Linked DNA regions of Mus musculus: all the other regions are linked to region 3. The links are chromatin contacts, called in public HiChIP or PLAC-seq and promoter capture Hi-C maps. All regions are on one chromosome and are shown on one strand. Each heading gives the region's core, a stretch centred on a gene start, on an enhancer-like site or on the middle of the called end of the contact. The rest is flanking DNA. Distances are from core to core; before and after follow the strand shown. Region 1 has its middle 110 kb from the start of Rgs1. Region 2 holds the start of Rgs18 (regulator of G-protein signaling 18). Region 3 holds the start of Uchl5 (ubiquitin carboxyl-terminal esterase L5). Region 4 has its middle 46 kb from the start of Rgs1. Region 5 has its middle 82 kb from the start of Rgs1.

Region 1 (4,104 bases), core at 686-3,185, 580 kb before region 3:
TACAGTGGAAAAAGAAAACCTTTTTAGAATCATATACTTTCTTGAAATAAAGCAAATGAATTTCAGTTAATATTATTTAAAATTGAAACAATTAACAGTTAGTTCTGGAGTTGTTAAGAATTAATAAATCAAGATTACTTGTATAATTACCTTGAAGTGACTTTGTAATTTGACTTAATGGGAGCTGTTATTGTTATTTTGCTAAATGGTCATGTTGTCATACTGTCTTCTCAATATTACGTTTATACCCAATATGTCAGCTGCTCTCAACACAAACGGATAATTTATACCTATAACTTAAATATGTTCCTCCTCCAAGTAACCTCTAGTTTCAACCTAATTGACCTCTAGTTTCAACTCTCTCTATATTTCTTGGACTAAATTATAAAATTGCAAAATTTATACTAAGTGAAAATAATCCCAACTATCCTTCCTTGAAATATAAGAACAAAGGTGAAGACTTATGCGACTCAAGCTCAATAGCAAACTACAGTTGTCAATGCAGCTTAATATTGGTATGAAACTAGGTAATTATGTCAAGTAATCAGAGAATAGTCCACAGATAGTTCTGTACACTGCTAATGGATTTTTGAAAAATATTCTAAGATAATAGAATAAACAGCCTTTTTTAGATAAAAGGTTCTTTGGATACTGGTTAAGTAGTCAAAATATTAAACTTTTTTTTACAATTATACTATTTATCTTTATACTATATATTGTATTCTTACAAATATATTATATATAAATATGTGTATTAAGATGAGTCATAGACAAAATTATAAAGGCTGGAATCATCAATCTTTAAAACCCTTTCAGCCTCGTGACTTCAGGTTTACGTGTCAGGTTGTATCCCTGGAATGAATATGCTGAAGTCCTCGCCTCCAGAAACTGTGACTGTTACTGTGTTTGACCACACAATCTGTTCAGAATTAATTAGTCAAGCAAAATGAGGTCATCTTGTAATACTGTGAGCTCAAGTCCAGTATGACTAGGTCTTTAGGACAAGATAGACATACAGAGGGAAAAATTAACACTTAGTCAAGAATGTTAGTAGAATGTGGTCTGGCCACCATTAGAAGCCAGGAGAGCAACAGGAAACAGGATGCCTTTCAGAACCTCCAGATCATAACCCTGAGAGCAGGCTTTAAAACTTAGTTTGCAAAACTGTGAGGGAATAATGTTTTATATGTGTGTGTGCGTGTGCATGTGTGTGTGTGTGTGTGTGTGTGTGTGTGTGTGTAATCCAGAACTAGAGTACTCCTCAGAGTTGAGCAGATATGCTACAAAATTAAACTGACAAGACTGATCATGTGGTAAGATGGTCACCACCATGGATCATTAGTGCATGAAATGGAAACCACAGTGAGGTGGTTTACACCCACTAGAGTTGATGGTATCAGGTGACAGTCATGGTGGAAGCTGCCTGTACCTCTCAAGCCTCTACTGACACACAAAGGTAGCAAGGAGACCGGGCATATTTCAAGACCTCTGTGGAAGGTCTGAAGCCATGTAGAATACTGAATCCTATACAGTTGATGTTTGTTTGTTTCCTACAGAGTCCAGTGACAAAGTATAATTTTACAAATTAGGCACAATAAAAATTTCCCAGCTAATTATAAAATAGAACATTAATAGTAAGAAACTGTGAATGTAGACCCTCTCTCAAAGCATCACATTGTCCTGCAGAGCTTTGGAACATGGCTGTGTGATTAATATCTTTTATGGAGAATTTTTAGCATTTTACTTTTCAAAAAGCACTTTATAAGTTGTCTATGATACATCCACAGTTTTGTCTTTTCATCTCCCGATGTCATTGCATCACATCTCCTGAGGTATTACAAAGAAAAACATGAAGATTTTCTTAAACGTAAGCACTGCAATACATAAGTGATTCATAGGTGGGTAGTGTGTGCAGCACAGAATGCCGGACAAAGGGATGATTCACATTCCAGGCAGGACAGAGCAGAATGACCTGAGATTTCATCACACTGTGCAGAATGCCTTAGAAACTGTTTATTTCCCTTTAATAGTTTCTAGATTGAAAGTAAATGTCATGGAAGTTAGAGGACTCATATAATATTTTGGAAAATACAGTAGATTATAAAACTAAACGAATGCTCTTATATGAAGTAATTTTGTGTCAAGAGAAATGAAAATATACATTATCAAAAGTAGCTTACTGGCCAAAGAAGTTTTTGTCACAATTGTTAGAACCTATATAACCCTTACTATACAGACTGAGTCTCATAAGCAGTGACTTCTACAAAATACTCAAGGACAACAGCTCAAGATTAAGATGTCAACAGAGTCATTTCTTCTAAGGACATCTGTCCTAAAACTGAAGATGTCTGTCCTCTCCCCCGTGTTCACACAGTGCTGCCTCCCAACACTCTGTGCATGTGTGTGCGTGTGCATGCACATGCACATGCATGTGCACACACACTTTCCTATGTTAACAAATATCTTCCTTTTAAAACAATAATATTCAATATCAGATTAGGGCCAATATGAAATATTTTATTTTCACTTACATTGTTAAAGATTTTATCTCTAAATACACTAATATCTTAAGGTGTTAGGTGATGCAACTCCAGTTATTAAATTCATACCATAAACTAAGTGACCACTGATTAAATTCTGTATGTCAGTTTGACTGGGTTATGATACCCAGCCATTTGTTGAAACATTAAGTTAGATATTACTATGGAAGCCTTCTAGTGTAAGTGAGTTTACAATCAGTTGAGTCTTAGTAGAGTATCCTCTACAATGTGTGGTATTCATTTATTCAGTAGGGGACTTACAAAAAAAATCTAAAGACTCCAGACAAGGCATAATTTCCCTGGTGACTATCACAAAGATAAAATCCCTGAGTTCACAGTTCTCCTGTCTTACAGCAGCCTAAACTTTAACCTGAACTTCCCATGTGTAGCAGGGCCCTATGGATGCTAACATTTTTGGCCCCTCAGCCATGAGTCACTTTGAAAGAAGCTTGCAAACTCAATCCTATCAACATTGTTTTCTTTGAAAGAAAAATCTGAACAATATGGTCATATAATGAAAAGTATTCAGTTATCAGAAGGACAGAATACTCCTAAAAACATGAATAAATCTGACTTTCTATATTGAGTAGAAAGAAATGTCAGAGAGGTAATATGTACATTCTATCCCTCAGTTTCTTGCAGGTCCTAGTCAGGGCAGAATTTGCTGGCAATGACAGAGACAAGAAAATTGGTGTCACCTGCAGTAGAGGAGTGAGGATGAATAGGCACTGGAAATGGACAAGAGAAAAATAACTCCCTGGAGCATTCTGGGACTGTGCTATACCTGGTTTAGACTGGTAGTTAAATGAGGGTGCATCTTTGTCCAGTCTCAGAGAAATGAACAGTGCTTAAGTAAGCATTTCATTCTTTGAAAATACTGTATGTGTTCTTTAAAAGATTATAAAAAGTAACATGGGCCTACAATTTTATACTAGATAAGTATTTTGTTTAAAAATATGATTGTTTTATCAAATAAGTGACTTTCTGTAACAAAATATATTCATGATTGATTTAATGTCAGCTCTTACTTCCACCTTGGATTTTCATTCTTTGTCCTGACTGAACTGATTAACCAGTAGAGGGCATCCTCCATTCATAAGCATTATGAGACCATGGTGATAAATTCACCACCACCACCCCTAATCAGGTTTAATATAAATAAACAGTGAAGTAACAGTTATAAATAATTTTTTAGCCAATGATTTTAGTTAAAAATTTAGTATATTAGCTATATGCCAATTCAATTGAATTATAAATTCCTCATAGACTAAGGCCCCATGTCTCCACAAATATTTAAGATTTACTGAATATACCTATTTGTCAATTTCTTTTGTAAATGAATAAGATTTTTCATTTGGTTTTGCTGGAAAATGTCAATTTTATCTATCCCCAAGAGATATCCAATACCATACCACTAAGTAATTTATGATTTAACCTTAGGTTTCTAGATGGATTGAATTTGTTTTGATGCTTTCCTGGGTGAAAATGACAGTATTAATTTTAACATATTGGATATGTATATACATATATGTGTGTGTGTGTGTGTGTGTGTGTGTGTGTGTGT
Region 2 (4,767 bases), core at 527-3,026, 1.0 Mb before region 3:
GTTATTACTATGCAGACTAGCCCTGAGCTTTTCTAGCTCTATTCAAGTAAATAGTAATGCCTGATTATTTTCACTGTCTCTACTAGAAGTAAATTTGAGTGATACTGAATAGGTAAATTCTTACTGAATCTCAAGCTCAGGGTCAGCTTCAAGGACTTTCAAGGACATTGGAACACTTGGGAAGGCTTAGCTATATGTCAACATCAATCCTTAAAGGCACTCATAATAAAACAATACTGAAAGAGAGCACACAGATCCATACACCAGACTAACATGGGGACAGGTTTTGAGTGTATTTGCTATGAGAATGCCAAGGTTCCAGGATACTAAGTTTCCGTGAAACTCTTTGACTCTGGACTACTTTGGTCAAGTAGACTTCACTGAAGTGGATATAGCAACTGTCCTCCTGGCTCCACCCAGCAGCCAATGGAGAGAGACACAGAGCTCACACCAAAACATCAGATGGAGCTCAGGGAGTTTTTATGAAGAGTTGGGAGAAGGACTGAGGGACCAATAGAGGTCAGTGACTCCACAGGAATACAGACAGAGTCAACTAACTTGGCCCAATGTCTAGAGCAAGAGCTATCCCTCAAAAGCAAAGGGGAAGGTAGAGCAGGGGGAGGACTTGCATGAGGGGATACTGGGAGGAAAGGAAAGGCTGACATTGCATTGCAAAGTGAATAACTTTCAAATCATTTGAAGTAAAAGTCATAGATTTTGAAGTTTCATTTTTAAATATACACAAAATGTTCTGTAGCATCAAGTAATAAATATGCTGAAGTCAAAGCTAGTATCTATATTAAATATATTGTTAAATCAATGATTCAAATGAAAATACACTTTCTTTTGCTTTGTGTTATTTGATTATATATATATATTATAATTTATAAAAGTTAAAATAAGTTAAAAGCTGTTAGAAAAATTACATATATACTGTTGATCAAACATGGATAATTACTGACTTTCACTTTCTCTAGGGCTTTGAATTTTGATTTCTTTTTCTGAAAACATGAGTCCTCAGATAGATAAATATCTCAAAGACTTTTAGATTCAAGAAAAAGTAAAAAAAAAAAAAATCAAACTCAGAGTTGTCAATTTTTAAATCCGTTAAGTTTGTCAGTTTATTTTAGAATAATGATATAAACAAAATATACGATGTATCATTAGTATTTGAAGCTTTTCATTAAGAAGAATGTTTTTAACAAAAAATTGAAAGATGTGCTCAATTCTAAGACTATAAATACTTTCAACTGCAAATATGAGAATACAGTATAAAATTTGCCATATTCCTTTTCTCATTTCATTTCATATACTTATCCAAAAGATTCCGATTTGTTTTAGATCACTTTATGGACTGATGCTTTAAATATATTAAATTATGTGAGTTCTATTCTATCTTTCATTCATAAATGGCCTCTTGTCTTAATGTTTATGCAATTTATTAAGCAAATGTAATTAATCAACACTTCAGTGCAGTTTGTGAACAAATGAAATTTATTAAGTCAATTTACTAAAACTAAATGAAATTATAGTTTAAGGAGAGCAAAACTAAGCTGCTCATGTTTGATAATGCTTTGCCACAAGACATTTTATGTCCTTTGGTAAATGACAGCACCATTCACATTACTGAAGCTCCTTTCTCTGCGGGCTTGAAAGGGAAGTAACGCTGTGGTAATACCAGCTTTTATCTTGAAGGCCAGAAGCGGTTTTGCAAATGTGTGGTATCATTTCCTTCAACAATTCAGTACAAGACCAATCTTGAGTTCCTCATTTTCAGACTTGCAGAGGCAGAAACACAGCTCTTCACTTTCTTTCATGTTATTTTCTCTTTTTGTAAGAAAAATCTGAGGAAAGATTCGGGATAGCGCTTTATTCAGGATGTTTTCCTATGAAATAGCATTCATCTGTGGGAGAGAGAAGGACTAAGGAAATCTGACATCTGTTGGTCACTGGGACAGAATATGGATATGTCACTGGTTTTCTTCTCTCAATTAAATATGTGTGAATCAAAAGAGAAAACTTTTTTCAAACTAATGCATGGGTCAGGGAAAGAAGAAACAAGCATCGAGGCCAAAATCAGGTAAAATTAGAGATGTCTTCATCAACTTTGTATCTAAGTAGCATGATTGATGAATATCTGTGAGCTCTTACTTTTTAAATACTTTGTTGAAAATATATTGATTGGAGTGCTGAAAATGACAGGGGAAGCGCTTTAGTTTTTTAAAAATGAAAATAAATGTTATTCTAATGTAGTTTCATTTTTTTTTTGAAAAAAGTCAAAAATTTTAACCACAACTAAGCATTAAAATAATAATTAATGAAATAGAATCTCAAATACTTATCTCTTGTTGAAGTAAAAAGGATTTTCTGTGGTGCACTCTATGCTAATTTCTCTATTTACTGTTTAAATCATAAGTAAAGGAGATGAATTTCTGAGTGGTGTGTGGGTGTTTATGAATTCCAAATTTATTTAGCAGGTTAAATAAGACTTCTGGGACATCAGAAATGTCCTGAATGTATTATTGCTTTTACAGAGCGAAAGAAAAAAGGAATAGACTAAGTCTTCTCCTACAGAGGCCTGACTTCCATGGAGAGACTCAAGCCAGTAGATCTGCCCTCTTGGCCAAAGAAACAAGGTGGGGAGCATGAATTCCTTGGGAGGGTAGTTTCCTTATTCTGTAATTGATGATTAAGGAAAAAAGAAATAAGAATCTATATGCTACTGAAAATTACATAGTGACATGAACATTGTTCAATATTTTATTCCTGAACACTGAGAATAGTCCTACAACTCAACCACATTCATAACTCAAGTCAAATTACCAGAAGCATGAAAATTGTTCTCTTAAAATTAGTAGATCTGTCCATTATAAATGATATACTTTATAGCCAATAAATTGATGAAATGCTACTTTGTTAAATATTGTAAATTTATCTTAAAAACAGGTTATGTATCACTCTCCTCAAAAGTTTTTTTTTTTAAATATTTTATGGATGACCGAAAGGAATGCACAAATAAAGAAAGTTTTGTAACTTGGCTTAGCATTTCCTTAACTTGAAAAAGTAGCTTTTTATATTAGCTTACAACTACTTAAAATTTTAATATGTTTAGTTAAAGATATAAAAGTATTTCACTCTCTTCTTTATGAATGTCTCCAATCATATAAGAAAATAGATTTTCTTACCCCCTTAAGACTAACTAAATTTTGTGCATTAAAAAAGAAGAAGATGAAAAAAGGAAAAAACATCACATTGTGGTTACAAATTCCAGGAAGTTTCTTCTTTTTAAAAGAGCTTTGAATGATACCGTCTATGGTTTCTTATTTGTATATATATATATATATATATATATATATATATATATATATATATAATCTCTCAACCTGGTTTCTCTCTTTCTCTTATTACTTAAAAACTCAAACAATTTTAACACTTTGGTGAACCCTGAAATATTTCATTGTTCAATGGGGAAAATCCTAGAGTACTGATGAAGGTTCCACTGTTTGATTTGGGAGCGCTTAGGCCATTTCAGTGGAGAGCACTGACTGCAGGGTCATCATACCCTGATCAGAAGCAAACATTTTGATCATCTATCATCAAACATTTTCTTTTCTGCACAGAGTCTCTCCTGAAGAAGCAGTGAAATGGGCTGAATCATTTGACAAATTGCTCTCTCATAGAGGTTAGTGGGACTGTCCCCAAACCTTCATTCCTTTATAAATATGAAGCACAGATACATGTGTTGGTAAAAAAGCGGATAGTAGTCAGATTTGTATATATTAATAAGTAACTGGCAGTAATCTGAATTCTAGTCACCGGGGATAACTAAGGAAAAGCATAGACAGCTAAAAGAAAATGTGTTTTTAATTTTCTTACTTGTTCAGAATTTTTTATTGATGAGCTCTTATTGTATCTTAATGTTCTAGTTAACAAATATAGCATTTAAATTCAAATTGTTTTATTTTGAATTTTCTGACATTTAAAGATAATTAGTTTTATTAAATGAATATTCAATATATTGCCCACATTATTTTATTCTGAATGTTGAAAAACATGGAAAAAGTTTTTTGATAGATGTTTTAGGGAACCCTCACAAAGAAAGGTTTGTAAGAAAATTCTTTAAGGTCAGTGTTCATTCAGAGATAATGCACCTAACCCTCAGGAGACTGGAGGCCCCAGGGAGTTTAGATGTCAGGTGGGATGGGTATGGGGCATCTACTTGGAGACAGGGAGGGGTGGGGAGGAGGTGGGAGACGTGGAGCAGTCGGAGGGTGGATGTGAAGCAGAGAATGAAATATGGAGTGTGAAAAATGAATTACAAATAAAATTAAATTTAAAAAGATAAAAATAAAAAAATTAAAAATTCCTATGAATTCCTATGGTTGGGTCTAAGAAACATCCATTTTGAAATTTATTTCTTTCATTTATTGATATTATAATAAAACTATATTACTTTCTCCTTTAATTTTCTCCCTGCAAACACTCCCATGTACATAGGGACCCTTCATTCTTTTTTTCAAGTTTACATCCTAACTTTTTCACTAGTTTTTGTTACATGCATACATGTTCAAGCATTTCTAAGGCAGAATCCTATAGAGAAGTTGAGTCAGGTACGCATTACTGTAGAGCACTCTGTGCTGGGGGGGGGGGGGGGCGAAGCAGAATCAGAACAGGCTTGGTTCTTGAACAAGCAAATGTGGCTCGGGGGCAAGCAGCCAGGTTTTGTGCTTTCTCGTCTGTTTATCTCAAGTACCAAGTAGACAAACT
Region 3 (4,240 bases), core at 199-2,698:
AAGTCCCCAGTGACTTCCAGGCAATCTAATCTATACAATATGGTATCTGATTTGGCGTGGCTTTACCTTTTTACCTAAGATCTCTACACTGCCTGCCTATTCATTACACCATATTTTAGTTACTTTGCTGGCTGCTCCATAAGCTACCTTTAGGTAACCACACTAGATCATGCTTCCTTTTGCCCAGCTCCTCTGTGATCTACACAGTTAAAACAATTTCTGTATACTCTTAAACGTAAACCAACATGTTATTCTAGATTGACTCTCAGTTCTTCAGACCAGCATTCCGATTATTCACATTAAAATTTCCAACTCCGTAACTGTATGCCCGAAGTACAGTTGAACATATGTTACGCAATGCTCGAAATATTCAGCCATGTACAGTACACAAAATCTACATTAAGGTTTGCTATATTTTGGGTACACATTTTAACAAAACAGTTAAAAACAATATCTTAGAAAAAATCAAAATGAAAATGGAGGGAAAAAAAAACTCCCCCAAAACGTTGGGAACACGAGGAAGGATAAACTGTCCTATTGGTTGAGTAGTACGGAAGGAAATAAAGTCAGAGAGAAATTCAGAGCTAAGCATGTGGCCTCTGAGCAAAAGCACTACCTCGAGAAAACTCAACTTCACAGGAAGTCAAAAAAGGAGGGAGTAAAAGAATTGCGGGAAGTAGAGTGCAGACCCGCGTAGACGGTTATCTGTGGAGGTCCGGAAGAGGTGCCCACATACGAAAGGTGAAAGTTCTGCTTTTGGGAAACTAGAATCTCGAGTTTCTGGGCGGCTGGAGCCTCAGACACCACCCGGGGAAACACACGCCCTAGACCGGCTGCTCCGCAGGACCGACAGCCTGAGCGATGCACCTGACCACACTGGAGACAGGGAGGCTCCGCAGGGAAGGGACAGTGGAAAGGACAAGAGAAGCGCGGAGGAGATGATGAGGGAGGGAGACAGGGAAGGAGGACGCTCGAGGCAATTCAAGTGTCCGAGTCCCAAGTCCGGAGAACACAGCAGTGCACAGGCAGAGGGACTCCTTCCCCTCGTGGTGTGGCTCCCAAGATCACTGCGGAGACGCGGCCGCCCCGGGCCGAGGACGCGGCAGAAGCCCTACTTTCCACACACGCCGACTCCAGTCCCTGAAGTCACTTCTCCGACGCCGGGCGTCGGTGGCGGCAGGTGACCGCCTGGCCCAACGCGGGCCTCCTCCCGGAACCCCCGGCCCAGGACGGTCCCCCTGGTGCTCACCGAATCCTTTAATGAGCTCGGTGAAGACCCCGGGGTCGCTTTCCATGAGACACCACTCCCCGGCATTGCTCGACATGGTCCCCGACCACACACACACCGCCCCGCTTCCACCTCGCGCTCTCCGGAGCCCCGCAGCACAAGCTGCCACCGGCCGCAGACCTCAGCAAAACCCGCCGCCGAGCGTCAACCCCACGTCACCCCGCCTACTTCCCGACAGCCTCCGGGCGCCGTCACCTGCCGCGCGCCGGAGCACAGAAGGACGCTCTAGCCACCCGGGAGACGTCGAAACGCCTCTCCTGCCTCTCAGGATCCGTAGCGCCCTCTGCCGGGCCGGAGAAGTAGCGGGGCCTCGGAGCGCCGGAGGGAGGCACATCCGGGACCCTTGGCACCCCAGAGCTGGGGCGGGGCGATGGAAGGGGCGGGGCTCGAGACGGGGCGGGGCGGGGCTCGCTCCGACCCGAACCTGGAGCTGTCCTCGCCCTTTCGGGCCGCCTCCTATTCCTGGTGCGACGCAGGCTTTCTGTAGGCGCCGCGGGTCCTGAGCATCACCTTCCAGGTAAAGGTGGGTCACTGCAGGCCTGCTGCGGGCCGGGGAACCGCGTTTTGGGCAGTCCCAGCGATCCTGGGCACTTGAGGGCTGGCCGGTGCGCACTCTCTTCCAGCCGCATCCCAGCGTCAGAGGCCAGGCAAAGCCTTCGCCGCCTCTGTGCTCCGGCACCCGCCGGAGGAGAGCATGGACCGACTTCGCATCTGAACATTTCGAACCTGGCCTAGTTGCTCCGGGAGGATGGAATCTTGGGGAACTCAGGTCAACTCTCCCACTTGCAAAGCTCCTGGCGAGCGAACGTGCCAAGGCCCCTTTTCACTCTTTTCTCTCTTCCTGCGGCTTTGGCATAGAGGCGTTGTCTCGGATACCGGTTTGGGAAGGAGCTTTGTGGGAAGACCGAAAGGAAATTATCTTAGAGGAATAATAATCAAGGAAGGGAGAAAGATTTCTCGTCCAAGGGATGAGAGACTCATGTATCGGGATGAAGTGCCTTACGGAAAAATGCGCACCATCCCTCTCCCGCCACCCCTCCCCCCTTAATAGTGCATTATTTTAAAAACACTTGAAATGGTTTTGATGAATAGAACAAAAAATAGCTATTTGTAATTAATACTTATCATTCTTCGGAGGTGGTTTTATTCATCATTTCATAAAAGTATGTTCCAAGGAAGGCTTTTGGCTTCCACAGGAAAAATTTTTGCTCAGAGCATCCTACCATGGTGACATCTTGCCACAGTTCCTCAATACTTTTCATTGCATCGCCCTTAATGGAGTTGATATTTTCATTACCTTTGTGTATGGCATATCCATTTGAACCTGGGATCCTGGCTTTGTAAAGTATTATAGCTTCATTACTGTAAAATTAGCCTTGGCTTTTATTTTTAAAGAAACTGCGTATTTGCTTGACTTCTCAGGGTGAAAAAAAAAAAGTTAGCCTTTCCAAATTACATGAAATATTGGCTTAATGTTTGTGTAAATTGAAGGAAAACATGGTAATCTTTGTACTAGTAATGGTACGACGTATATAGATTGTAGTCCAGAAGATCTTGAAGCAGAAGTGTTATTACATCAGTGTCTTGCTATCTGGTTTACATTCTGCATTAAGAGAATGGACAACATATGGATCAACACATCACTGCTTGGCCTTATGTCGAAGAACAAGTGTAAAATGCTCCAAATGTTGCCATAGTTCTAACAGTTAAAGGCTCTAAAGCTTTAATTTATAGAGATGTTAGAAAACTTCAAGTGGTATAAATTCGGGAGACTGTTGTTGTGTTTAAAGAGGTCAGAACAACTCAAAGAAGAATTCACTTGATTGGTTTTGACTTAGGCTTATAGCACTTGACTCCATAGGACTAGACTACCAGAAAACCAGACTTTGATTTGCCTCACTGCCCAGCTGCCTTCTAAACCACTGGACTGCAGCTTAGGGTTTTGAGAAAGGGGACACTGGCAGTTGAAGAAAGAAGGAGTTAAGCTACTGTTAGTTGATGGAAGCTGTCTTGAAACTCAGCTTGAGTCACTTCATTAGTATTACTAAGATACTCCTAGCGCTTGGTACATTCCAAAAGATTTTGAAACTATCAGGAACCATTGTATCTCCATGTCATCTAATGTCGCCAATTTTAAAGTAGTTTGTATTTTAGCCCTTAGTAATAAAAAGGAGAATGAATAGCTTGAAGTAAACTGCCATTCGATTTTCTATATTTAAATGTTTTTATTGAGACTTATATATGCAAAGAAGTTTTGTAGGTGACCTAGTCACCAGCAGGGCAAGGTGCAATTCCAAGGTGCCTACTCTGCAGCCAGAAGAGGTTCTCTCTAGGGACTTCTACTCAGGTGTAGCTGGGACCCTGACTTAAACTGCAGAAGACCATTTCCAAATGAGTCGGTCTGAAGGCATGCTGGACACTGTAGTTCATAGGCACCACAGCTGGGTAGGATTGTTAGTTGCTTCCCTCACTTGGAAGCCTTCTGGGATCATGAAAGCTAGTCCTCAGGCTTTGCAGTTTGAGACCTCTTGGTCATGTGTCCAAAATACATGGTGTCTTCAGCAATAAGCACTTTACTAACCTTCCTCCTCTGAGAGGCAACTACAGGCACTAACAATAGCCTAGGATTTGGGGGAAATCTCTTATTAGACAACCCTGACCAACAAGCCCAAAAGGAACTAACATCTTATATGTAGTGTTGGAGTTTTTGCAAAGTGGTCTCTGGATCTTGGGGAAAGCGTTGTCAGCCAGGGTGAATGCATTTCACTTAAACTATATGTATACACAGACTTACATGTAATATGTGTAATTTTACGTAAATAGATAATATGACTCCTTATGACTTTTTCAGACCCTAAGGCTGCTATTTTACCTCCTCCCTGCCTCTAATTAGAGTTCCCACATCATCACAGTTTTTCCACTTCCCGCTTCAGACCGCCTGTACCCTGCCAT
Region 4 (4,480 bases), core at 1,089-3,588, 520 kb before region 3:
CCACTACCCCCTCCTTTTCAGCGGAGTCCTTGAAATACCGGACAGAGTAACAAAGAAGGAGGAGGAGGAGGAGGAGTAGGAGGAGGAGGAGGAGGAGGAGGAGGAGGAGAAGGAGAAATACAAATAGAAAAGGAAACACTTCTCTCTTTTCTTTTTCTTTTTTTTTTGTTTTTTGTGTTTTTTGTTTTGTTTTGTTTTGTTTTGTTTTGTTTTTCGAGACAGGGTTCCTCTATATAGCTCTGACTGTCCTGGAACTCACTTTGTAGACCAGGCTGGCCTCGAACTCAGAAATCTGCCCGTCTCTGCCTCCCCAGTGCTGGGATTAAAGGCGTGCACCACCATGCCCGGCTCTTCTCTCTATGTCTAAGTGATATAGTATTATACATATGAGATTCTAATCCACAGGAAATTTTCTAGAAATGATCAACAATTTCAACAAAGTAGAAAGTAGAAAGATATAAAATCATAGACTTTTCATATTTCAACAACAAAGAAACTGAGAAAGTTATCACAAAAACACTCCCATTGTCTAAAACAAAGTATCTAGTATTATCTCTCAAAGTTATGAAAGAGGGTGGATGGGATAGGAGATTTGCAGAGGAGAAACTGGGAAGGAGGGTAGCACTTGAAATGTAAATAAATAAATAAAAAGATTATAGTTATTCTCAATTCATGAAAGTTTCAGTTTTCAGATTTGCAAGAAATGAGTATTTAGTAAAATGTACAGAATCCCAGTATGTTCTCTTAAGGAAATAAAAATACTTATTTAAGAGAAAACTATAGGCCTGATACAGTGGCATTCTAGTCATCCCAGAACTCAAAAGGTAGTTGACAGGAATTCAAGGACAGCCTCTGCTACTTAGGGAAGTTGAGGTCAGCCTGGAGCTACATGAGACCTTGTCTCTAAAAGCTCCTCTCTCCCCCAACAAAAAAAGTGACAGAAGTAAGAAAATTGGACTTTTCATACATCAAGTATAATATACACATAATGCTTCTCTGCCTCAGAAAGAAATGCTGATGGGTGTGGCTGTGGCTGAGTTTTAAGAATGTTTGAAAATTTCCCCTGTTTAGTATCAATTCAGTGTCATAACAGAGAGGGACTGGTGGGACATTCCCTTACAATTCCTTTAGAAGGATCTATGACACAAGGAACTATGACTCACTGTGTGCTCTCCCATAAAAAGAAACACCTCCATGGATACCTTGAAATTTTCCAGAAACAATGACCTTATCAAAATGTTTGGTGTTTCTCCTAACATTTAAAAACTAGTCATGTGACTCACTTAAATCCCACCTCATTAGCTCTCAGGGAGGCCTGGAACTTTTTTTCCAAATTTAAAAGAAAGTGATAACTTCTGACCTCACAGGAATAACACAAACATTTTTAAAAAATGGTACAAATAACATTAAGTAATCAATAGAGATTAATATGTGTATCTATAACACTGGTATTTTACTGCTATTTACTAAGAATAGTATTACACTCAATACTTCAAGCAATATATTACAACTTTATAACAAGAAAACATGAATTTAAGGAAACTCTCCTGTCTACACCTTGGGGCTACTATGAAGGTTCCAAATGATTGATTCTATCTATATTTGGTATCGTCAGATATTTTCCATGTTTTTTCTACACTGAACATTAATGAGAATAATATTGGTGGAAAGCCTGAGGAAATCTAATTAGAGCTCATGGCTGAAATAATAGTCTTTTTAAAATTATGAATGTTTGTTTACTTTTGGAGGGGTTAAAAGTTAAAAATAGGATACCAGCAACCTTTGGGAACTGGACTAAATGCTGCTATAGTGAAATTCATCATATATGCCATAGCACCTATGTGGATGTCAGAGAACAACTTGGAAGAGTTGGGTTTGCTCATTTCACTATGGTGTATGTGGCTCTCAGAGATCAAAACTAAGGGGGCAAATACTGATGGTCAGAACTTTTACCTGCTGAGAAATCTCATCAGCTAAGTGTATAACTGTTTTTTTTTTCTAATTGTGAACATGGTAATAATGATGATAAAATTGGGAGAAGTGAGTTAAATTATATGTGGGCTGTATAAACTTAAAAGTAGATCCAAATAGAAAGTTTTTAAAAATATCCCCTTGCCTAATAAATTTCACTTCTCCAACAAACCACCAAAAAAGAAAAGAAAAGAAAAAAAAGCAAAGGCTTTTTACACATAGGGTCTGAAGGCTGGTTTAATGTATTTTTACTTAAGTTGGAATAGTGAGCATGTTTATTGGTCATTTTCTGAGTTAACTCCATCTCTCATCAAGGAATAAGCACCGCCTCTCTTGTCTCAATTGACTAAAAAAGTTAAAAATAGGATACCAGCAACCTTTGGGAACTGGACTAAATGCTGCTATGGTGAAATTCATCATTCAGGGCAGTTCCCACTTTTCTGTACTTCTTTATTAAGACTGATTTTGCTATTATCCATTGCCTTGGGAGAAGGATACATCCTCCTTAATCTTTGAGATGGGGCCTCTCACTGATAGAAACTCAGAGGAAGTGAGGTTGGCTTGCCAGGAGGCTCCAAGAACCCCTCTGATTCTGGCTCCACAGCACTAAGGTTATAATTGCTCTCTATCACAAGCAGCATTTTCTATATGGATTCTAAAGATCGATTTCGGTCGTTCTGCTTCTAAGGCAAGCCCTTTACTAACTCAGCAACATCCTCAGCCTCAAAAGTGAAATCTCTTTCTGTAAAGAAAGGTTAAGTTTGACGAACAGTATCAAAGAGGCCTCTAGGAAAGCATCATATCCTGGTGCTAGCCAGTGGAGAGTAGACAGCTCACCCTATCCAGGACATAACAGAATGGATCCCCACTGGCCTCTCCAAAACAATACACGAATGCTCTCTGCCTGTGTCCTATCTCTTAGAGACTCTACCACTTCTTTTTTTTTTTTTTTTTCCATTTTTTATTAGGTATTTAGCTCATTTACATTTCCAATGCTATACCAAAAGTCCCCCTTTCCCACCCACACCCACTCCCCTACCCACCCACTCCCCCCCTTTGGCCCTGGCGTTCCCCTGTACCGGGGCACACAAAGTCTGCGTGTCCAATGGGCCTCTCTTTCCAGTGATGGCCGACTAGGCCATCTTTTGATACATATGCAGCTAGAGTCAAGAGCTCAGGGGTGAGACTCTACCACTTCTAAATACCACTACACTAGGGGACAAACATTATCACACTGTCCTTAAATAAATACTTGAGATGTAAACAAACTACATTACTATACTACTATACACAATATAAAACTAAACACAGTTCTGCAATCAACAAACAACATTTTTTCACTGATCAAAATTTTAAAACTGTGTTCCTCTTAATAGTGTGAAACTTGCACCAATGACATGTCTTCACTCAAGCCAATCAGAGTACTCTTGCAACACTTAAGGACTTGCTTTAGAAGTTAAAATAGTTTCATTTACACACGAAGCTAACTTTCTTCCTTTTTCTATTATTTTTGATTAGATGTTTTCTTTATTTGCATTTCAAATGTTATCCCCTTTCCTGATTTCCCCTCAGAAAACCATTTATCCCTTCTCCCCTCCCCCTACTCACCAACCCATTCACTCCCAGTTCCTGCCCTTGACTTTTCCCCACACTGGGGCATAGAGCCTTCACAGGACCAAGGGCCTCTCCTCGCCTTGATGAGAGACTGGGCCATCCTCTGCTACATATGCAGCTAGAGCCACGAGTCCCTCCCTGTGTTTTTTTGGTTTTGTTTTTGTTTTTTTGATTGGTGTTTTAGTCCCAGGGAGCTCTGGGGGTACTGGTTAATTCATATTGTTGTTCCTCCTATGGGGCTGCAAACCCGTTCAGCTCCTTGTATACATTCTCTAGGTCCTTTATGGGGTCCCTGTGCTCAGTCCAATGGATGGCTGTAAGCATCCACTTCTGTATTTATCAGGCACTGGCAGAGCCTCTCAGGCAACAGCTATATTAGGCTCCTGTCAGCAAGATGTTGTTGGCATCCACAATAGTGACGAGGTTTGATAGTTCTATATGGAATGGATTCCTCAGGTAGAGCAGTCTCTGAATAGTCATTCTTTCCCTCTCTGCTTCACACATTGTAGCTGTAACTCCTTCCATGGGTATTTTGTTCCCCTTCTAAGAATCGAAGTATCCACACTTTGGTTTTCTTCTTGAGTTTCATGTGTATTGCGAATTGAATTGTGGGTATTCTGAGCTTCTAGGCTAATATCCATTTTTCAGTAAGTGCATATCATATGTGTTCTTTTATGATTGGGTTACTTCACTCAGGATGATATCCTCCAGTTCCATCCATATCTCTAAAAATGCCATAAATTCATTGTTTTTAATAGCTGCATAGTACTTCATTGTGTAAATGTACCACATTTTCTGTATCTATTTCTTTGATGAGACATTGGGGTTATTTCCAGTTTCTGGTTATTAAAAATAAGACTGCTATGAATATAACGGAGCATGTGTCATATTACAT
Region 5 (4,511 bases), core at 1,750-4,249, 550 kb before region 3:
GTTCTAGTTTCCTATGAAAGCAAAGGCACTCAAATCAGTATGGCAGTTCAAAATATCTCACATCCAAGGTCAGGGAAGGCAAACTGTATACTCCGCCTTGCAAGATACTCTTGTTTGTTTGTTTGTTGGTTGGTTGGTTGGTTGGTTGGTTGTTTTTGTTTTGTTTTGTTTTGTTTTGTTTTGCTTTTGTTTGTTTGTCGAGACAGAGTCTCTCTGTATAGTCCTGGCTGTCCTGGAACTCACTATGAAGTCCTGGCTGACCTCAAACTCAGAAATCTGCCTGCCTCTGTCTCCGAAGTTCTGGGATTAAAGGTGTGAGCCACCACTGCCCAGTGCAAGATACTCTTGAACTACAAAGACTTGCCTCTCACCTGTAACTCACGAAAACAAAACTACTTCCTGTGGTGTGATGGTAAAGAGTGGAAAAAAAAACTATAAACAAACCTAGGAAGAAGAAATGAGACTAATTTGACAACTCTTTGCTTTCTCCAAATCCCTTTCCCTCAGGTCCCATCTCCTTCTAATTCTTGGGGGTCAAAGGTTAACTAACCAGTGAAGCTAAAAGCAGCTTTAATGAGTGTCTAGTGATGCCAGTTAACAAATGAGGATAATCACACACAATCTACTTAAAGCTATATACACAGCAAAGGAATGGCAAACACACACTTGTATAAAATCCAACCTAAGTTTCCTGTAGTTTATACAGTACATGTTTAACCCACGTATTCTACATTAAATGAGTGTGTTACCTACTCTCCATAAACTTTCACATTCCAAAATTATGCTTGACTTCATCAACACACATGTGCCCACGTGATGATGTGTATGCACATAATGTCAGCTTGAAGAAGAAGCCCATGTACCCTGTTCAAGACTGTAGCTATATGTGCTACATATGACTTTATGACTATAAAGACATGCTGATCCAAGCCTGGTGTAGGGGTGAATGCTACCACCAAAGACACCTGGCAGTTTGGTGACAGAGGCAAGAAGGTCAAGAGTTCAAGATTATCGTCAGTCACATCGGAATTATGAACCCAGCCTGAGACTCTGTCTCAATTAAAAGAAAGAAAAGAAATAGAGTTGGGGGGGGGGAATCTTGATCCCTTCTTGCCAGCTGTAGTTCAAGAAGAGACAGACATCTGAACAGAGGCATAGAAGACATATAGTTTTCATGCATTAAAGAAGCTAAGCACGTGTGCTTGCAGACAGGATACTACCATGGCTGTCCCCTGAGAGGCTCTACCCAACAGCTGACTGAGACAGATGCAGATACATACAACCAAGCATTGCACGGAAGTCAAGGACCCTATGGAAGAGTTGGGGGAAGGACTGAAAGAACTGAAGGGGATGTCAAGTCCACGGGAAGACCAACAGTGTCTACTAAACAGGAGTGACAGGAAAGGGGCAGCACTTTGATGTAGATAAGTAAAACAATTAAAAAAAAAAACTAAAAGAAGCTAAACACAGGGGTTGCCATCCCACAGTCAAAACTCTGACCCATATTTGTTCCTGTCTGAAAGAACTGTGGGGATAAAAACAGATAGGAGCCTGAGGGGAAGAAAGTCTAGCGACAGGTCCAAAGTTGGATCCAGCTCAAGGGGAGGTCCCAAGACCTGACACTATTACTGAGGCTATGGAGCCTCACAAAAAGGGACCTAGCATGACCACACTCAGGAAGACCCAACAAGCAGCTGAAAGAGTCAGATGCAGATATTTGTACCCAACCAATGGACAGAAGCTGACCACTGTGGTTGAAATAGGGAAGCTGAAAAGGGGGGCGATCCTGTAGGAGGACCAGCAGTCTCAATTAACCTGGACCCCCAAGATCTCTCAAGCATTAGACCACCAACCAGGCAACATACAACAACTAATATGAGGCCCCTAACACATACACAGCAGAGGACTGCTGGGTCTGGGTTCAGTCAGAGAAGATGCACCTAACCCTCAAGAGACTGGGGGACCCAGGAAGTTTAGAGGTCTGGGTGGGTGGAAGGTGGGTAGTGGAGACATCCTCGTGGAGACAGGGGGATGAAGAGGAGATATGAAATATGGAAGAGTCAGAGGGTGGACGGGGTGAGGAGAATAAACTGTGGAGTGTAAATAAATAAATAAATAAATAAATAAATAAATAAAACGCAGTAACAGTTCGTTCTATCTATGGCAACATATACTCCATATTGTAAGAGCATCTTTGTAAGACCTGAACTCAGTAAAGAAAACAGGAATATATGAAATTCTTTTTTCTATCTTTGTCTTACTTGCTTTTATTTTCAGTTAGGCTATAAAGAAAATATAAAGGGAACTCTACCACCATGTATCCCTGCTTAGTTTCTGAAATGCAGGGCTTATATACAGTTACTTTGCAAATATTTATCAATTGATTTTTGGTTAGAGGACTGCTGTTAATTTCTCCTTCCCAGATATATTCCCTCCATTTCTTTACCCTTTTCTTTTCTTTTTTTCTTTAATTTTTACCATATTATTTTTTCTTAGATATTTTCTTTATTTACATTCAAATACTATCCCCAAAGCTCCCTATACCCTCCCCCACCCCCTGCCCTGCTCCCCTACCTACCCACTCCCGCTTCCTGGCCCTGGCGTTCCCCTGTACTGGGGCAGATAATTCTTTACCCTTTCCTTAAACACTGCCTAAGTGAACATTTCCTCAGTGCCTGCAAGCTCCCAGGCCCTGAGCTTAAGGGGATGAAGAGACTCTGCTGCGTTTGAAGAACTCAAAGTGTGCAGAAAGGCAAAGGCATATCATGAAAGAACTCTTTTTGGTGGTATGTAAACATTACATTGGAAGTGTTTACCTTTAAAGTGGCATTGGCATTTCTCCCAAACTACCACATCTCACATGGCCACAAAAGGACTCAGAAGCTTTTGAAAGAAAACAACTGTCAGTAATGATGAATGCGGAGATGGCTAGACATAGTGTATGAGAACGGATATGGGTGGTTTTGTAAGCACCATGTGGTTATGTGGGACACGCATGTTGAATACAGGCAGAGACACTTTACCTAAAACTTCCCCTTGCAACTTGCGGATGTACATGAGCCAGTGTGGAAGTCTCTGCTTCCGGAATAAGAGAGCTGACTAACCAGCAAAGCTACATGTTGCTCATTTCAGCAGTAGTTTACTTTACTTGAGGCAATATATAAAACTTTTGCAAAATTACAGCAAAGGAACTTGGGTCAACCACATTAACGAGGTCATTTCTGTAGGCTGTGTCAGGGCTTCTGTCTGTATATTTTTAAAATAAACAAATTCAAAAGATGCCAGCTTACATGGATGGAATCTCTCAGTATGTGAGATGAAAATCATTCAATTGAGAGAAAATGATTCAGCAGCTTTTGTTTAAGTGAACTCTCAAAATGATTCTCAATGGAATTATATGCCCTATACCTATTGCTTGCATGACAATGTTTTAGATATTTTGATGAAAAGATAGAGAAAATGTGCTCTTAAAACCTTAGTGAATTTTCAAGCTCTTAGCAAAGTAATCTATAGGCCTATTAAAAAAAACAAAACAAAACAAAAACAAACAAACAAACAAGCAAACAAAAAACTGGCAAGAAGGCAGTCAGTGATAGAGCCCGCAGTGACCAGGGCTGATAACCAGAGATCTCTGTATAGTTGGGTAGCAGTAACCATGAATTTGATCAATTCAGAAAGAAACTGCTTTTGATTGCCAGAGAAAGAGAGAACCAACAGATGAAGGGTGTGTAAGAAAAGACAGAGGAGGAGAGAAGCAGTGGAGAGAAAGCTTTAGGGACTTTAGGAAAGACATGAGACTCACTTCAGTGTAGAAAGGTGCCCTGGAGAGAAGAGAGAGCTTCAGGTTATAGTTCAGGTTGAATCAAAGTACAATGTGGGCACACACCTAAGGGCTCATGGCACCTTCAAAGGATCAAAGTGCCCGCTGACTAGATACCACCAGAAGCTCGAAGGATGCCAGCGTCCCAGGAACAGACCGGGAGTCAAAATCAGGACACAAAGCTTGGTAATGATGAATGAGCTCCACTAAGCTAAGATCAGCAGTTCTTCAAATACTTTTGTCAAATAGATTGCTTGATACTTATTTATTATGATTATGATGATGATGATGATGATTTGAAGACATTCTGCATAAATTTCATTTCACTTTACACTAAAACAAAGTTATTATGATCACAGACTATGTTCATTCTTTCAGAACTTTGTTTAGAGGTGAGAAATCTCCTCACTTTTCAGAATCCGTGTTTTCCTTTGTGATTTCTTGAAGCCAGATATAGACAAGGAATCCCCATAAACAATGCTGTCTCCAGTGTTGTCATTGTTTAAATATATATATGTATATATAAACAAATCATACATATATAAAACTGATTTGTTTCATATGTGTGATGCTTGCATGGACAGATCAGAGGACATGTTTCTCAGGAATCAAACTCAAATCATCTGGCTTTTCAGCAGGCACCTTAAACACTGTACCAGCTTATAGGACTTCAGTACACTCACTATTTGAG

Evidence for each region. Promoter capture Hi-C pulls out the DNA fragments that hold promoters and counts their contacts. HiChIP or PLAC-seq counts read pairs in DNA pulled down with a chosen protein or histone mark.
Region 1: a contact with region 3 is called in a promoter capture Hi-C map of the HPC-7 cell line, with 7 times the contacts expected there. The contact joins the enhancer-like site here to the promoter of Uchl5 in region 3. A contact is called at or near these places in 15 of 39 promoter capture datasets (the 3T3-L1 cell line, 3T3-L1-derived adipocytes, the C10 cell line and 8 more), 7 of 115 datasets of contacts at active chromatin or transcription factors (the SCID.adh cell line, T-cell acute lymphoblastic leukemia, bone marrow-derived macrophages and 3 more) and 2 of 9 other capture datasets (adipose tissue and liver).
Region 2: a contact with region 3 is called in a promoter capture Hi-C map of the HPC-7 cell line. The contact joins the promoter of Rgs18 here to the promoter of Uchl5 in region 3. A contact is called at or near these places in 4 of 39 promoter capture datasets (the HPC-7 cell line, HPC-7-derived erythroid cells, hematopoietic stem and progenitor cells and 1 more), 1 of 484 Hi-C or Micro-C datasets (the G1E-ER4 cell line), 1 of 115 datasets of contacts at active chromatin or transcription factors (DN3 thymocytes) and 2 of 9 other capture datasets (liver and macrophages).
Region 4: an H3K4me3 HiChIP or PLAC-seq map of bone marrow-derived macrophages shows a contact between it and region 3, with 2.7 times the contacts expected there. The contact joins the enhancer-like site here to the promoter of Uchl5 in region 3. A contact is called at or near these places in 8 of 39 promoter capture datasets (the C10 cell line, the HPC-7 cell line, cranial neural crest and 5 more), 1 of 484 Hi-C or Micro-C datasets (the G1E-ER4 cell line), 7 of 115 datasets of contacts at active chromatin or transcription factors (the 230-238 cell line, bone marrow-derived macrophages, effector CD8 T cells and 4 more) and 1 of 9 other capture datasets (adipose tissue).
Region 5: a contact with region 3 is called in a promoter capture Hi-C map of pre-B cells, with 5 times the contacts expected there. The contact joins the enhancer-like site here to the promoter of Uchl5 in region 3. A contact is called at or near these places in 11 of 39 promoter capture datasets (the 3T3-L1 cell line, 3T3-L1-derived adipocytes, the C10 cell line and 7 more), 1 of 484 Hi-C or Micro-C datasets (B cells), 10 of 115 datasets of contacts at active chromatin or transcription factors (the NIH/3T3 cell line, the SCID.adh cell line, T-cell acute lymphoblastic leukemia and 6 more) and 2 of 9 other capture datasets (adipose tissue and liver).

Annotation. Positions count from the first base shown.
Region 1 is chr1:144,353,037-144,357,140 of GRCm38.p6, reverse strand. No RefSeq gene overlaps it. Among named protein-coding and RNA genes, the nearest start is that of Rgs1, 110 kb to the right of the region's middle. Within about 2 kb of position 1,935, at least 45 of the 459 cell types and tissues checked have an H3K27ac peak or open chromatin away from gene starts, as enhancers often do. A contact at or near this core is called in the HPC-7 cell line, the SCID.adh cell line and pro-B cells, where this site is marked.
Region 2 is chr1:144,772,436-144,777,202 of GRCm38.p6, reverse strand. Rgs18 (regulator of G-protein signaling 18) reads left to right here and starts at 1,776. Exons shown (of 5, transcript NM_022881.5): 1 at 1,776-2,080; 2 at 2,535-2,636; 3 at 3,621-3,682. The coding sequence starts at 1,962.
Region 3 is chr1:143,774,486-143,778,725 of GRCm38.p6, reverse strand. It overlaps Uchl5 (ubiquitin carboxyl-terminal esterase L5), which reads right to left and starts at 1,448. Exons shown (of 11, transcript NM_019562.2): 1 at 1,250-1,448. The coding sequence starts at 1,325. Ro60 (Ro60, Y RNA binding protein) reads left to right here and starts at 1,675. Exons shown (of 9, transcript NM_013835.2): 1 at 1,675-1,805.
Region 4 is chr1:144,293,044-144,297,523 of GRCm38.p6, reverse strand. No RefSeq gene overlaps it. Among named protein-coding and RNA genes, the nearest start is that of Rgs1, 46 kb to the right of the region's middle. Within about 2 kb of position 2,338, at least 5 of the 459 cell types and tissues checked have an H3K27ac peak or open chromatin away from gene starts, as enhancers often do. A contact at or near this core is called in bone marrow-derived macrophages, where this site is marked.
Region 5 is chr1:144,329,034-144,333,544 of GRCm38.p6, reverse strand. No RefSeq gene overlaps it. Among named protein-coding and RNA genes, the nearest start is that of Rgs1, 82 kb to the right of the region's middle. Within about 2 kb of position 2,999, at least 110 of the 459 cell types and tissues checked have an H3K27ac peak or open chromatin away from gene starts, as enhancers often do. A contact at or near this core is called in B cells, the HPC-7 cell line, bone marrow-derived macrophages and 5 more, where this site is marked.